Linked DNA regions of Astyanax mexicanus: region 1 is linked to region 2. A link is a contact called in public Hi-C data. All regions are on one chromosome and are shown on one strand. The core of a region is the stretch at or near the end of the contact, and the rest is flanking DNA. Distances in the headings are between cores, read along the strand shown. Region 1 overlaps dnm3a (dynamin 3a). Region 2 has its middle 13 kb from the start of LOC125786977.

Evidence for each region. Hi-C and Micro-C count contacts between places; a contact is called where the count stands out from the background.
Region 1: a Hi-C map of muscle shows a contact between it and region 2, with 6 times the contacts expected there. The contact joins two enhancer-like sites. A contact is called at or near these places in 2 of 3 Hi-C or Micro-C datasets (both in muscle).

What each region holds. Positions count from the first base shown.
Region 1 is chr1:62,510,336-62,513,417 of AstMex3_surface, forward strand. All of the region lies in intron 16 of dnm3a (dynamin 3a), which reads right to left. Among protein-coding and RNA genes, the nearest start is that of dnm3a, 38 kb to the right of the region's middle. Within about 2 kb of position 1,691, the one cell type or tissue checked has an H3K27ac peak away from gene starts, as active enhancers do.
Region 2 is chr1:62,476,882-62,479,581 of AstMex3_surface, forward strand. No RefSeq gene overlaps it. Among protein-coding and RNA genes, the nearest start is that of LOC125786977, 13 kb to the left of the region's middle. Within about 2 kb of position 1,375, the one cell type or tissue checked has an H3K27ac peak away from gene starts, as active enhancers do.

The DNA.
Region 1 (3,082 bases), core at 441-2,940, 34 kb after region 2:
AGAACATGCCAAGATGCATGAAAACTGTGATTAAAACTTGTTTTGTTTTCTTTGCATTATTTGAGGTCTGAAAGCTCTGTATCTTTTTTTGTTATTTCAGCCATTTCTCATTTTCTGCAAATAATTGCCTTAAATGACAATATTTTTATTTGAAATTTGGGAGAAATGTTGTTCGTAGTTTAAAGAAATAAAACAACAATGTTCATTTTATTCAAACATATACCTATAAATAGCAAAATCAGAGAAACTGATTCAGAAACTGAAGTTTTTTCCAGAGCTGTATCTTCTGAGATTTGTTGGTCAGATTTGTTGCCATCTTTACAGATTGATTTTAAGTCTTTGTAAGTAACAATCTCAAAAGATATAAAACATATTGTGCAGGTTAAAAATTAAAGCACAACCATAATCAAAAGAGATCATGTCTTTTGGTTGCTTAACAGATTGAAGCTGAATGCAGCAACTTTCTGTTTAACACCAATCAGCACTAATAACATTCCAAAAGCTGTGCTAAACTGTAAGATTTTGCAAGCTGTTCTGATCTATGTGCATGTAATCGTGGTTAGCATGGCTGGAGGGGAGAGTACTACAAGAGCAAATACAGAGGGATGCTGCAAGATCTTTAGCAAGCGGCAAAAGGCTTGAGAGGGGGAGAGAAAAGAATGAAAGGGGGATTGAGAGATAGAAAGAGAAGGCGCACATGTGGAAGTCATTATTCAGACTGAGCTTCTAAAACACAACATTTCTCAAAGTAAGGGAGGGGGGGGGGACAAGAATCCCCTTCTCCAACTCTCCCTCTCCGTTGTTATGTCCGGGAGGGGCTGGGGTCTCAGGAAGCGGCTTGGATTACACCATGAATAACGGTACAGCGGAGAAGCTGGAGAGAAGTTGAACCATTGAAGGTGCAAGAGGGCACAAACCTCACACTCAGAAGTGGGGACCAAATCGGATTGTTCTATTTGTGATCTGACAAACCAAAGACTAGTCTTGAAAAAGAAAAAAAAACAGTCTTTTAATTAGCTTAAAAAGACAATCACGCATCATATATCATATGTTGTTCTTCCTTTTTCTTTTTTTTTTTTAACTTTCTTCCACTCTAACTCACTCCCTGCACCCCTCCTCCTCTGCTCCCCTCCAAAACTTTCTCTTTTTTCCCTTCCAGAGGGGCCCACTTCCTGCCTGCGTTTTTAGAGGTTGAAAAAAAAGGTCAGAAATGACGGGCTGGCGTTAAGACTACAACATCTGGTACCGCTTTAGAGACAGAGAGAGAGAGAGAGAGAGAGTGGGGAAGAGAAAGCGAGGGAAAGAGTGGGAGAGTTAGAGAGAGAGAGGAAGAGAGAGGTAGAAAAAGATGGTGCAGGAAAAGTCTAGAGCATGACAAGGAGTACAGAGGGAGGATGGAGGGAGACACACACACAGGAGGATGGAAGAAAGTAGAGGACAGCAGAGCGTCAAAACGAAGGATCGAGAGTATTCTGGAAAAAAGTGATAGCGCAACAACGGACCACTCCAAAAAATCGATTCCCCCAGGGTCCCATCAACCCTTATATGGCCAGCGGGTCCCTCCCTCTCTCTCTCTCTCTCTCTCTGTCTCTCACTCTTACCCGCTCTCCTTCACTCCCTCGTTCTTCTTTCGCTCTTTTTTCACTATGCCTTCCCTAAACGCACTGCCAGACTGACTGCCGGCTTCGGGAGTGAAATGTGCCACGTCAAGGCTGGATACTGGACCCGAGCGATATGGAGCAAATACACGACTTTGTGGCCTTCGGACTCGGGAGAAGGAGGGAAAGACAGAACGAGTCAAACTTTTAGCGAAGGCCTGGAGCGGATGACTCTAATGAAAAGAAGAAGAAAAAAGAGGGAAGGAGAAAACTGGAGACTATTTCAATCTTGTTGATTTCTATCTTTCACTTCCTCCTACAAATGCCTGGGCCTGAGGGAATGGGCTGAGGAATAGAGTTTTAGGAGAGAGGGAAAAATAGTGAGAAAAAGAGAGAGAAAAAGAAAGAGAATGAAAGAAAGAGGGACGGTATCCTGCTCCGTCATCCCAGTGTTCAGACTACCTGTTCAGGATCATACTGGTGTACAGTAGTCTGCACATTGGTTAGACTGTGCAAGGGCTTGGCTACACTTACATTACACTGCTAGGCAGATGACCTCTGTAGGTGGAAGGAAGGATGTGCTTTGTAGCTTTTACATTTCCGTGGTCTCTATCTTTCACTTTTGCTCTCTTTTTGCCTTCTCCAATGTTTGTACGGATAATTACCGTGGTTTGTACTGTATGTGTGGTAATGTCTACGTAATCTCCTACACTCTTAAAAATGAAGGTGCCAAAAAGACTTTACAACTAAAGACCTTTCTTAAAAAAAAAACTCCATTGAAACTGTGCTTATGTCTTAACTGGCTCCTGTATGTTTAAGAGTGTATCTCTGAAATGTGAATGGCCATGTGTGTGTCAGAGTGTATTACATGTTGTTGCTAGGCTATAGCAAGTAAAATTTACATATAGCAACACATAACTTTAAAGATTTTGCATTAATATTATCAATGCATTAATATTATCAACTAACTTAACAAATATATATACTTATCACTGGCGTATGCTACATGGTGTGAGTATGTTGCTGTCAGGCCTGCTCTTGAGCTACAGATTAACTTTTACTGCTGCATGGCACTGTCCACACTAAAAAAAACATAATTTATTTTAACATACTCTGACTTATTAGAATTAAAACAAACACACTTTTATGTATGTATATTTATATCTTTTGAGTGGCAGTGTGGGAGAGACAGGTGAAGAGAGAGCGTAAAGTGTGAGCGAATACGGAGGTTAGACTGAGTAATGGTCATCTGTTTTCCCTCATGCGGCACAACGAGAGAGAAAGCGGGAGAGCGAGGGAGAGAAAGAGGGGGCTGTAGGAATGTGTGTCTGTTTAGTGTTGGGCTGATTTACCCAAAGCATCGGCATCAGAGAAGAACCCCAGCCATACTGAGACATCACTGACTACACACACACACACACACGTGGGGAAAGAGCGCGAGAGCGCGAGAGAGAGAGAGAGAGAGAGAGACCTGAGTGGCTGCT
Region 2 (2,700 bases), core at 125-2,624:
TTACTCCTACTACTTCTACTCCTACTACTACTATTACTGCTACTACTAATAATAATAATAAGATGATGAAGAAGAACATTGTTAATAATACCGATGATAATAATATTATATAATATTATAATACATTATTATTACTACTATATATATATATATATATATATATATATATATATATATATATATATATATATATATTATTAATAATAAAACATGTGCTGGAGAAGGCATTGTGCAGCGGTCATAAACATTAATGCAACGCTGGATTTAAATAATATTTTTTTGTAATGCTTTGTAATAATTTAAGTATTTTATTTATTCATTTAGCTATATTCATAAAAATATCTAGCTATTTATTAAACCATGTCTAAGAATTCATAGCTCTCGGGATATCAAAATAATTTATTTAAAAGTCTGGGAAAACTCACTCCATAATTTTATTTTCAAGTGACTGAAGAAACGTGCTAAATGTTCAGTAATTAATAATATTTAACTCACCTAATATTTGTCATATTGTCTCCATACTTACCTTGCATCTTGTCAAGGCAACATTTGGTCAAATATCATGTCAATTAAAATAAACAATGTCACTATTAATAATATAAATCGTGCACCTCTAGATCAACCATGTCTTCATTGCATGCTAATTTTCCTTAAGTAATTATTTTTTATATTTGTAAGGGCCACAAGGCACAATATTCTGATGTCTCAGGTCTGCTATTCCACTTCCATCCACTTGATGTCAGTGTTAGACATTGACTAAAACCCTGGCAAAGAAATAGAAAATAACTGAAATGTACTAAAATGACTATTCTCTACTCTGTTTTCTTTTCGCAAAACCATACTGCACTTCCTAATATGCAATTTTTAATTAGCAATAAACAGACAAGACACTCTCCAGGGTGATGCTTTGGTCAGGCCAGGTTTTTTATTTTCCAAATTACACACATGCACACACACACATGGCTGAAGTCCATCTTTTGATATTCTTGTTGTTGTTTTTTGTACAGTAGTCACAGTCTGACATGAGCAGCGTATGGCTTTACATCTAGCTAATGTGTCTAAGTAAAATCCAGCATAAATCAGTGCACTGGTATGATCTGGACTGATCTACTACAGCAGGGGTATTTAATTAGAATTTAGTTCGGTCCAGTTAGAGAAAAATACGCCAGGCCGAGGTCCGGACCGTCGCCATTTTTATATACTGTATACTGAAGAAGCCTAGTACTGTCAGTGTTTTATGTCATCAAGAGAGAGAGAGAGAGAGAGAGAGAGAGAGAGAGAGAGCCTGCGAGCGAGGGTTTTTTTTCCCGGATCCGGACCGCGGTCCGTCTATTATTGACCCCTGCTGTAGGATGTACGTTCCTGAATTAAAACCAAAAAAGTGCGTCGGCTTGTGTTTATGCCCCGAGGTTACCTGAGGACAGTCCTCACACACACCCAGCCCCCACCAGCGCCTACATATATATAGTAATACCCCAAAATCGCAGTTCTGTCACTGTGTTTATTGAAAAAGCAGTTAGTGGCTAATGCTAAAAAATGAATGGGAAAAAATAATATAGTCAAATATGATTTCATATTTCAACAAGATTTTCTTTATAATAAGTAATTTTGATTGAAGTTTCGTAAAACAAAGTTTTCAGAGTCAATCATTCAGATTCAGACACCTCGAGAGGGAGGGGCGCGGGCGTAGCTGGGGACACGCAGCACGCTTCACTAGAAAAAACAAAACAAAAACGCAGCCCAAAAATTCAGCCCAAGAGGAGTTTGAAGATGCCATAGGCAGTGTTGTGCCAGTTCACAGCTTTTCTGAACTAGTTCAAGTTAAGTTCATACATGCTCAAAGTGAACAGTTCACGTTCGAAGTTCACAATTTTAATTCTGAACTAGTTCAAAGTTCAGTTCATTTTACCTTTTCACACTACAAGCTAGAAATCACTTTACGTTCTTTTAAACTGCTCATTGTAGACATTTGCTCATAACACTACAATTGTGTGTTTCTAACCAGGTGATAAATCTCTCTCACTCTCGCGCTCTCTCCAGCCCCCAGCGCTCTTTTGCACACAATGTCAAAACCATTTCTGTCTGGTGATACATAATTTAAAGGTCACCTTCCGCGAAAATCCGATTTTTCTTGTTTTTTGTGGAATACAGTAGGTCTCTCCGAGTTGAATGTGTACACCTGCACATTAAACTGTTTTGCAGCCCCCATTGTCTGCAGGAGCTAAGCAAAGGAATCCCCCCTCCCCCCCTCCGAAAAACGGGTGAATTTTGAATTATCTTTCTGCCTACGTAGGCAGAAACTCACAGACCAGCCCACCTTGGCTCGAGAAACTCCCAGAGGCGGAGCTGAAGCGACGCAACATCACCGCTCATCAGTTAAGGTGCTTGCACACTGCACGCGGTAGGTGCGGCGCGGTACGCTGACCCCCATAGGATTCAATAGTGTCTAGAGCGGTAGAGCGGTGCGTCGCTGCCGCGGAGCAGAGCGGAAAGCGGCGCGTTTCCCCGCCCATAACCACGCCTCCACCGCGCTACCGCTTACCGCGGGCAAAGTTCAACATGGTTCAACTTTGACCTCGCGGCAAGCGGTACCTCGGCAGAAAACGCATGACGTGAACTCACGCGACTAGAGAGAAACTGTAGTCCAAACAACAATAAACGTGCGCGAGAGACTAATAATAGCGATTAGTGAATCCCCTC